4 separate regions of the Sus scrofa genome follow, and all the other regions are linked to region 1. Evidence: chromatin contacts called from public Hi-C and HiChIP or PLAC-seq data. All regions are on one chromosome and are shown on one strand. Each heading gives the region's core, a stretch centred on a gene start, on an enhancer-like site or on the middle of the called end of the contact. The rest is flanking DNA. Distances are from core to core; before and after follow the strand shown.

Region 1 (2,530 bases), core at 23-2,522:
GCAGAGATGAAAGTCAGGGGGCCGTGGCAGGGGGTGGTTGAAAGCTCAATGGAAAGCAGGTAAAATTTTATTACAACAAACAGTGAACCTAACAACTCATTTCATTAGAAGGTAATTTTAAGATAATGGATATATTACGGGAAATAATGTTCACAGTCTTATGGACCTGGAGAGAAGGAACTAAGGCCAGGAATAAATAAAAACTAGGGAAACAAACAAAGTCAATGGGAAAGATAGGAAAGGGAAATTTCACCTTCAGACAGCTCTCCCATTTTATTTTCCCTAATGCCAGCCCCAAAACCTTCCTTAAAAAAAAAAAATTGGTATATGGGTACACTTCTTTGTTTTGGTGGATGGTTGGGATTGCTTATGGATTTGTTAGCAGTCATAGCATTTCCTTGTAGGGAGGTTAGAATGTTTGATTGTAAGAAAGAGGCAAGAACGTTGAAAAGTTCCTACTATGTAACAGAAGGACATAAGGCCTGTTAAGGTCTAAGCTGCAGTAAGTGTTTCAATCCTTCTCCCCCATGCCAACTGCCAACAATTAGTTAATTTTATCATACAGACTAGCAGGGGCATCGAGGGAGACTAATAAAAACATTTGTTGAGTTTATTAAGGAGAAAAGGCTTCAGTTACTTTCCCCAAAGCACTGTCATTATAGACCAGTGTCTGCCAGGTCATATAAACAGCTTTACTGTAAAGAATGTTTTCCTTTAAATGGATCTATTGTCATGGGACTTTATCTATCTGAAAAAAACAGAGATTTATCAGTGAAGAATATAAGAATGGGAAGCTTGTGACTTGTTATCCAGAAGAAAAAATTAAAGAGATGTCTTCAATTGGATTAAAATAATCAGGTTAGTTTCAAAACCATAAAGGAAAATGTACAAATCAACAATTTATAGGCATTTTAAAGTTTTTAGTTGCCTGAAATTATCTGAAGCTTAGAAGATGAAACAATTCTAAGACCTTGCCTAATTTTATTAAACATTTATTCAGTCTTATAAAGCATCTTTTATATATTCATGTAACATACAAACACACACACACACATATACATCCTCTCAGTGGCTACTCTTGGGAATGGAAGAATGTAGAAAACAATTCCTATAATCAATTTTTCTGATTTCTTTTGAATTGGGTCTAATATTTGTTCTTTTCTTTTTTGTATAGAGCTCTACCTGCCCAGGAGTCACAGCTCACTTCCAGGGCAGCTCTTTCAATGATGGAAAAGAATCAACAGTGACAGATCCATCCCAAAAGAACTTTCTCATCATCTCTCAGGTCTGGTGGTAAATCCAACCATAGTGACCACATCTACCCACTGGTCTTACTCAGTGGTTATAATGTTTGTGGTGCAATAATTATTATTAATTTGACATGTTTGTATCTTCAAGGTACTCAGGCAATGGCAAATGAACATAAAGCCCCACTCTTTTCTTTAAAGGAATCCAAGATAAGAGCATACTTTACTGGGAACATTATTTCGCTTGTAGAAAGGGAGAATTCCTATATTCTCTGGGGCTTTTGAGGCACTTTTCCTGTGGGCCAGCCACTAGAGGGCCTCGTGATGCTATATACTTTAATATTTTAAATATTGATTACTCTCAAAACACTGCTCTTCATGCTCAGAGTTCTCATTTAAATGGATAAAAATGGAAAGGATAAAAAATTGTCTTCAATTATATCTGCATTTAAAACATTGGGCAGAATTGGAGACAGAGGCTAAAATCCCATCTTGCCAAATCTATTGACTCACACGCCAAGAGAATCCATCTCCTGAAAGAGTGGATATGGCCAACAGAAAATTAGATACTTCACTATGACTCTTGAAAGACATTTATACCCTGTTCTGTCATTTTTTCATCCTAAGCATTATAAGCCAAGAACCAACATTCAACTAATTGCCACTCTGGAGATAGCCATGTTCAAAGTTCAACTTATTATTTCTCAGAAAATGAACAAGGTGATTGCTTCTCCTTCTCCTTCCTTTTTTTTTTTTTTTTTTTGGCTGCACCTGTGACATACAGAAGTTCTCAGGCCAAGGATAAAACCCAAGCCAGAGCAGTGACCCAAGCCACAGCAGTGATTGCTACTTCTTGATATAAGACTTCTGGATGGCAGCCAATGGTTTATCTCTAACCTGCCAGTTTGGGAGAAATTGTTGAGTTATTAAGCTGGGCTTGAATTCGTTAATACAATGATTTCTTGATTTCTTTTACCCAAGTTAAAACATTTGGCAAAAGACATCCAGGACATGTAGCCTTTTGTGGTGCATGAATAGCCTTAACTTAAACATGGACTACAACAAATTATTTTGCCTAATGTGTAATTATTTCTCAACAAACTTGGGCTAATATTGGTTTAACTATGTTTTGTCTATTTCTCTAAAAAATAAGCTTTATTTTTTAGCACAGGTTTAGGTTCAGAGCAAAACTGAGCAGAAAGTACAGAGAGTTCTTATACATCTCCTGTCCCCACACCACCACAGTGGTACATTTGTTCCAGGTGAAGAGCCTACACTGACAC
Region 2 (2,530 bases), core at 22-2,521, 470 kb after region 1:
GATGTGTTTTGGGAGAATTAAATCTGAAAAAGGGATAAATTATAAAAAAAAATCAAGAAATAAAAAAGCTCTCATTTTTATTTGTCATTATTCATAGCTAACATAAATTGAACTGAAGGCATCAGAAAAACTAGATTTTATAATACACAAGTCTAATAAAACACAAATAACTGTAAAGCTATTTCCAATATTAAAAATCCCACTAACAATTACTGTGGCCCTCAAAATCAGTGTACTTTCACTTGATTCAACTTAAAAATAACTAAATTTATATATTTTAAAAGCTTTACTAGTAAGTAGTAAAGGCTTCATTATAACCAAATGGTAACAATGATGAACACCAATAAAACTTTTCTTAACGTCATTAGTAAAAAACCACAATGTAATATTTCACTTTCGAGTATCACGTGGCCAGTGATATTTCAGCTGACAGGCATTACAAGGATTTAAAGATAAATAAATTGCAACGAAGAATATTACATTTATTTCCCGCCTATGTTAAAAGAAAAAGATTTGAGGTTGCTTATAACAAAAGCATGTATATAGTAACAACAAAAACTATTAACACATCTTTTTCTTGGATAGAATTATCCCATCTCTTATATGTGGAATCTGAAAAACAAAACAAAACAAAACCCAACCAACCAACAAATCAAGCAAACCAAGCTCACTGATACAGAGCATCTGCTGGTTGCCAGACTTTGGGAGTAGAGTGTGGAAGAAATGGGTGAACTATTTTTGCTTCTGATTTATGTAAACTGAATGAGGGGTGGGAAGACTAATCTTGCTGCAATCTATAATATAAATAAAAATTGGAAGAGATTAGAGAACTGTTTGTTTGCATGAGAAATAATGAGGATATGAGCTTGAATTGTGCCAAAGAAAATGAAGAGAGTGGATATGAGGGATATGGATAAACTGTGTGATCTGCAAATAGATTTGTTTCATTAATTCATTTGTTTATTCTTACTTTAATTCATCTCTTTTATTGTATTAGGCAGTTGCTGAAGGTATTCAGCAAAAAAAATGAGCAGTTTCTGCCTTCACAAAGCTCTCTGATCAGTCCTGAGTAGCTTCTTTAATCTAGTAAAACCTGCCCTCTAAGAGTGCGCTCAGCCTCCTTCCAGAACCACTCACCCCAATCCTTTCAAATTCTGCTTCCTAGCCTGTTCCCAGTTTCTGATCACATCTTCTCTTCCTGATTCCACTTCGCCCCACTGGCAGCTCTCATTTCTGGCCTCACTTCTTAGATTCACTTCCTTCTTCCTATTTTGAGAGTTAGGCTGATTTCATGTGCTTTGGGTAAATTCCTATGGTCTTGGCAACTAGACACAGTCCTTATGCTGGCGTGCCACCCCCGCCACCAAACAATCCAGATCCTGACAGTCAAGAGTCCAGCCATAACAAAACCAAACAAAAAAGAATTATCCCAATAGCTGTACCCAGGTCTAGGATCTCTAGCAACCAGTGGGCAGGGGCAAATTTATCAGAAATCTTCATTCATTAAACATTTATTGAGCACTTACCAAGGTATTACCTGTGCCGATGGATACAAAAATGAACAATGGATGCATAAACAAATAATTTTAAGACCCTGTTAAGTAGTAACAGAAATACGCACAAAGCACTGTGAAAAAATTTAAACTCCCAAGCACAAACTATAACTCTGGATTTTCTGGCAGCTAGAGTAAACAAGTAAACAAACCCTATAACTGGTTACATAATTTCATTTTATAAGTGTGGAAATTATACCAATAGGTACAATGTATTAAAATAAAATTGAACAGAATTTTCAAAGATGAAAACAAAGAAGAGAATATAGGTCAAGCTTCAAACTTGAAATACATTATATATATATATAAATATATTTTTGAATACAGAAAGAGATAAGGCCATTTCAGGCAGAGTACAGCACCAATTCTTCCCTTTCATATATGCCCCTGCCCACTAAAGTATTCAGAGGCAGATGGAATAAAACAGTACCTTTGAGATTGGTGAATAAAGGGAGAAAAATGAGCTATGAATTTAGCATATAAAGCTTGGAATATCAAATGCAGTGGAATTAGCCAAGGCTTAGTTGGAATTGCAACTCCCAACACAACTGATTATGTTCCCATGGCAAATTATATCAATCTTCGGGAGTCTGTATCTAAATCTAAAAAATGGAAATAATATATACTTTTGAATCACTGCTGTAACAGTTAAATAAAATGAAATACATAGAACACCTAATACAACAGGTGCTTAACAAGGATTAGTTCTTTTCATTCCTCCCTTTAAAAACACGGTTAAATGTGAAGCCAAAGAAAGGTAACACTATTTAGTCTTTATAGAGCCAAGAATGTAGAGAATAAAAAATAATTGGTCTTCAACCATCAGTTCTCTTTGAAGTTTTCTTAATTAGAATAAATATGTGGCACAAAGAAAAAGAAAATAGGGGTTTACACAGGATATGCTGCCAGACCTTACCAACAATGACACATGATATGTGCTTCAAATTGTCACATGCATATTTGGCCTAAGATATATT
Region 3 (2,530 bases), core at 9-2,508, 350 kb after region 1:
TGAGCTGCGGTGTAGATCGCAGACGTGGCTCGGATCCTGTGTGGCTGTGTCTGTGGCGTAGGCTGGCAGCTGCAGCTTGGATTCGACCCCTAGCCTGGGAACTTCCACATGCTGTAGGTGTGGCCCTAAAAATAATAATAAAGAAAAATACGTAAATGATTCCATAAGGACACAACTGTCCATCTGAAAGGAAGGTAGGATGAGACACAGGTGGTTCTGTAAATCCCAAGACCTCAGACATTTGTGTGGGTTTTACAAAGTTTTATAAAGTTCTCTGGGTGGCACTTACCAGGGGAGGGAAGGGAGCTCCGCTTTGGTTCTTCACTGCCCTTAAATTTTGTTTCTCTTATTTAGGAAGTCAAAACACTGACCTCATTTCCAAACATCCACAGCCCCCTAGGCTTACTTACCATCCCAAGGGTTAGGCCCTGAATATGTTTGTCCAGTGTGTTGGGGTGGTGAGCTGTGTCACGGGAAGGAAGGCCTGTGCTATTTTTAAATTGATGCAACCCATGGTTGAAACATATCATACACATATCATACCAATGACACACACGCTGCATTGTAACCTAGCATGTGTCATACATACATTCTCTCTCACTCACACACACCCCTGCCCTTCTCATCCGGCTTTAAAAAGGGAAGGCAGCCGGAACGCCAAGCCTGATGATTTGAGTTGAAAAGGCTGTTAAAGTGTAAAAATCAAGTACCCCTCTGGTGCTCAGCCTGGCTTTGAGACATGTGGGAGGGCTTCAAAGCCACCGTGCCCCGCTTTTGGAGCTCTGGCTTGCAGTTGGTCCCCAAATGTTTACCAGCATGAAGATGCCTGACTTACAGGAAGTGGGAAGTGGGTGTGGGGGGTGAGGGTGAGTGGGTGGGTAGGGAGTGGGGAAGGGAGGGTGGGGGGGGTGTCCTCTTGATGTGGTTACTCTGTCATTGACCTTGTTTGGGTAGAGCAGGAGTTGAATTAGAAAATGAAAACACGTTTCATCTTAGGCCCATTTCATCCCATTTTTTACTTTCCTTAGGAAAAAAAAAAAAAAGAGAGTTGTTGTTTTTTTCCCAAGGGGAGCCAGGTCTCCAGATTTGGTGCTCAACTTCCCTTCCTTCTACAATAGTCTTCGCCCACACTCATCTGGCAGCCTACAAATGCAACGCCCAGCCCACCGAGAGAGGACTGGGCCGGGCCCAGTAGCTGAGGCTGAATATCATAGGCTTGTCGAGCTGCTGTGATGACACCATCAAAGGGAATAGATGGGGGTTTCTGAGAGGCGAGCTGTTTGGATCATTCATGATTTGCTGCCATTGTGAACACTCTTAAGGAGAGAACTCTGCCTGAGAAATGCTGATTAATAAAGGTAACTGAGGTTGGCTTTTTTTTTTTTTTTTTTTTTTTGGTGCTCTAACAGGGAGGGAAATAATATAGTGACTAAAAACACACCAAGGCATTACTTAGAAGCAAACACTTTGAGATGTAAAGACTCTAGGCAGGGGCAGCCTTAGATAGCTAGCTCTCTCTGCACAGCTGTACCAGTGCTGACGTCTGCCTGCTTGCCAGCATCCTAAATGCGGTGCTCATCGGGCCTTCTAGAAGGGGTGAGTGACATTTGGTGGGCCACCCCTTCTCCTCTCTGCCTCCCCTCCTCACCCCCAAGCACTTTTGTGCTGGACTATACCTAGATAGGACTATATGAACATGCGTTTTCTTACGACAGGGGCCTGCTTCCTTCCTTTATTCCCTCTTCCTTTTTTGCAGCTTTCATTTTAAATTATATCACATTAAATTATATCCCTTGACTGCTACAATGACAGTAAAAAAATGGTTTGGTTTGGTGCTTCTTTGGATTATTTGAAGGGTTTTATAGTCCAACACTGGGTCTCAAATTTGACTTTCCTTCAAGTTCCACTCGTGGCCTTGTCCAGCTCAGCTGGAGCACCTGGAACTAATTTTAGGGTTGCCTGCTAAGCCCCACGCTGGTATTTGAAGTTTGCGTCCTCCCTAGACTCAAGCTCATTTCACCACCTCTGAAGGTGAGTGCAGGCTGATATTAATTAACAGTGAGTTGATTCACTGGCATCTTCCAGTCATTAGAGTAAATATTTGGCTTAAAGGAGCCTCTTCCCACCTCAACCTTGCAACTTTTTGCCCATTCCTTTACCCCACCACGGTTGACTCACCAGCACTTGCAGGGGTGTATATGGCCTAAGACAAGAGTTTGGTTCTAAAAGGGAAGTGAGATACTCTTTAACATCTGCAGGCGAGACTGTTTGAACAGCAGGCCGGCCTTCAGTATGACTACATTGTTTTTTTGTCCATGCGGGCGCTGACTCAGCATCAGTTAATAAACCCTCTGGAGAAGGCTGGATTTCTCTTGTTTAATTATCATCTTGGCGCTTTCTGAGAACTCTTGTAAGGAATTGTTCATTCAGTTTTATACCCCCAGCACGTGTGCCGCCTAAAAGTCGTGTTTCCTCTGGGTGCTAGCGTCCCCTCTGGCATAACATTGCAATCGCAGGTCATCAGGCAGTG
Region 4 (2,530 bases), core at 24-2,523, 260 kb after region 1:
TCAAACCTCTATATGAGTATAAAGCATAGAAGAAGGGATAACACTATATTGTCACCTAAAATTACAAGCAGGAGGAAGTGGAAATTGTTTCACTTCAATAATAGTAATAATAATAATTTATTGAGCATTTACTTTACGCCAGGCAATTGTTCAAGCTTTACCTAAAAAAAAGAAAAAGGAAAAGCTTTACTTGGTTTCTCCTTGCCCTGTGACAGGAACAGACAATAAAACAACAAAACAGGACTGAGTTGAGCAACTTGCTAAATATCACTTTGCTATCAAGTGGTGGAGTCATCTTAAAAGAGAGAGGGAAAAAAATCTTTCCTCTTTCCAGATTCAATTATTAGCTGCAACTTATCTTGACCAGTTACAGATGGGCACTGGGAAAGCACTCTATGTGAGACGGTTTGACTGCTTCACAGGTTGCTGCTACACCCAGGACATAGCAGGTCAGACATTTACAAATACCTGTTAGGTATAATAACTTTGTTTCACAAATATGAACAAAGGAATGGGCTAAACCCATATTAGTTGATCAGAGAATGGTTTCCACAGTGTGTTAGTGATAATGTAACTGTTTTCAATATTCTGAAATCCTTTTTCTTTTCTTCTTCTTTTTTTTTAAATCTTTTTTTGCCCTGCCAGGCATGTGGAAGTTCTTGCCAGAGACTGAACGAGAGCCATAGCGTGACCCAAACTGCTGCAGTGACAACGTGAGATCCTTAACTAGCTATGCTGCAAGGGAACTCCTGAAATACTTTCTTTCTTAAGGTGAACTTATGACTTAGGACTCTGGGGAGAATATTTTTAACCTAATAGAGGGTAACTAGCTGTAGTCATAGACAATAAGTGATAATAGGAGGTAAGCGTCCCAGCACTCACATTGGGTAGTCAGCCAGGCCTAGGTTTTACAGACTTCACAAGGTCATTCCTCAGCCAGTGCAGAGCTCTCTCCCAACACTTTTGCTAAACTGATTCCAGTCAAGTCACCCACGGATTAGAAGTGAGATGGCAGCCATCATCAGTGTGTTTTTTAAACCAGTGCTGCTTCTTAGGTTGCATAACAAGCTACCATTGGTGGTCCTTTACTTAATCAAACCTAATAAACTACAAGGAAGACTTTCCTCATCAAAACCAAGTTACCAAGTCAGCACTCAAAAGACGAAGCTCTGACTTGCTACTTTTGATTGGGACGCGGGGCGTCCTAGTAATTCGCAGAACTTTGCGTGTATCCGTCAGCTCAGTTTTACCCTGGAAAGGCAGGAAACACCGGTTCCTGGCCCCTCTCCTTCCTGGGAATAGACTTGGGGGTCAGCGGCCCCTCCCCCCCAAGCAGTGCAATCCTTATTTCTTCAGAATGCCAACTTTTTGTACGGGTGACCTCAAAATCCTTTTTAACCCTCCACCCCACGCCAACGCTCGTGTGTAAATCCCAGTGCAGAAAGTGAAAGTGGGCTAGGGGCCTGGCTGCTGTTGCGGAACGCGCGCTGGGGGTGAGGGCGGGTCTTCAGGACGTCCTCCCGTCACGTGACGAGCGGCCGCCCAATCCCAGCGGGGCCGTGCCGCGCGCGCCGACTGGGCCGGGGAAGCGCTTTTCTGTCAATGAAAGTTGTCATTCAGGCTGCTACAGACTAAACACAGTGTAAAGAGGGCTTTGCACCTCTTTCAGGTTTAGGTCCTCCTTCCCACCCCCCGCCCTGTAGATGTGGAGAATCCGACGTCCCGAACTCGGGGTTCCCGGACACTGTGCACAATCCCTTTCATCAGACGCTAGCTACCTACTTAATGCTGGAAAGAGCACTTCCTTTTAGGTGTAAGTCTCCAGGTCGGCCCAGGAAGGACTTTGGCCTCAGTTCTCTCTGGTTTGTTTGCTGAGAAAGGGGCTAGCTCCTTCCTCCAAAGCAGAGGAGTATAGTGATGATTAGAAAGAGTCTGAAGTCTTTGGGCCCCAACATGCTCCCGAGGAGTCTGTGGTCGCCACATTTACTCATTTGAGAGTGGGGAACCTGTGAGTCTCTGAAAAACATCAGATTGAGTCAGAGCTCAGCCCTTCTTTTACAGTATTTCAAATGACTTTGAATATTTTCTCCACTGGAATCTTTATGCTCAACTCAGATTTAAAGAACAATTTAAAGGAACCGGAGTCCTGATGGATAGTTTTGTCCTTTCCAAGAATTCTGGGAGGCTTAACTGTAGCTTCACGGTTTTTACCCCCAATATTCACCGCGAAACAAAAGTTAGCTTTCCTGAAGTCAATAACAATAGGAGAACTGGTTTAATCCACCTCTGAGTAGGCAACCCCCACCCCCAAGTCCTCCTTCACACTCCAACCTGCCCCTAGGTATGTTTGTGTAATCAGAGACTGATTGTAGCTGCCTCGCCATTTCTCCTGGGAAAGATTAGCTTGCATTCATTGAAGTTGCTTGTTTTCTAGATTTATCTAGGCGAGCAGAGAAGATGCCACTCGGAAAATAGCTGGGTTTCCTGCACGACGTCTTCAGGAGCTGGCTGAACTGCGCAGGTGTGCGGG

The links. Hi-C and Micro-C count contacts between places; a contact is called where the count stands out from the background. HiChIP or PLAC-seq counts read pairs in DNA pulled down with a chosen protein or histone mark.
Region 2: a contact with region 1 is called in an H3K27ac HiChIP or PLAC-seq map of alveolar macrophages. The contact joins two enhancer-like sites. A contact is called at or near these places in 1 of 5 promoter capture datasets (liver), 9 of 47 Hi-C or Micro-C datasets (alveolar macrophages, embryonic fibroblasts, epiblast stem cells and 5 more) and 1 of 2 datasets of contacts at active chromatin or transcription factors (alveolar macrophages).
Region 3: a Hi-C map of alveolar macrophages shows a contact between it and region 1, with 2.8 times the contacts expected there. The contact joins the promoter of PRDM1 here to the enhancer-like site in region 1. A contact is called at or near these places in 2 of 5 promoter capture datasets (fetal liver and liver), 4 of 47 Hi-C or Micro-C datasets (alveolar macrophages, embryonic fibroblasts, epiblast stem cells and 1 more) and 2 of 2 datasets of contacts at active chromatin or transcription factors (alveolar macrophages and skeletal muscle).
Region 4: a contact with region 1 is called in an H3K27ac HiChIP or PLAC-seq map of alveolar macrophages. The contact joins two enhancer-like sites. A contact is called at or near these places in 2 of 47 Hi-C or Micro-C datasets (both in embryonic fibroblasts) and 2 of 2 datasets of contacts at active chromatin or transcription factors (alveolar macrophages and skeletal muscle).

Annotation. Positions count from the first base shown.
Region 1 is chr1:71,956,944-71,959,473 of Sscrofa11.1, forward strand. It overlaps a transcript of PREP not described here. Among named protein-coding and RNA genes, the nearest start is that of PREP, 320 kb to the left of the region's middle. Within about 2 kb of position 1,273, at least 1 of the 83 cell types and tissues checked has an H3K27ac peak or open chromatin away from gene starts, as enhancers often do. A contact at or near this core is called in alveolar macrophages, where this site is marked.
Region 2 is chr1:72,429,495-72,432,024 of Sscrofa11.1, forward strand. All of the region lies in intron 6 of ATG5 (autophagy protein 5), which reads right to left. Among named protein-coding and RNA genes, the nearest start is that of ATG5, 90 kb to the right of the region's middle. Within about 2 kb of position 1,272, at least 7 of the 83 cell types and tissues checked have an H3K27ac peak or open chromatin away from gene starts, as enhancers often do. A contact at or near this core is called in alveolar macrophages, where this site is marked.
Region 3 is chr1:72,307,838-72,310,367 of Sscrofa11.1, forward strand. PRDM1 (PR domain zinc finger protein 1) reads left to right here and starts at 1,259. Exons shown (of 7, transcript XM_005659341.3): 1 at 1,259-1,358.
Region 4 is chr1:72,218,753-72,221,282 of Sscrofa11.1, forward strand. No RefSeq gene overlaps it. Among named protein-coding and RNA genes, the nearest start is that of PRDM1, 89 kb to the right of the region's middle. Within about 2 kb of position 1,274, at least 57 of the 83 cell types and tissues checked have an H3K27ac peak or open chromatin away from gene starts, as enhancers often do. A contact at or near this core is called in alveolar macrophages, where this site is marked.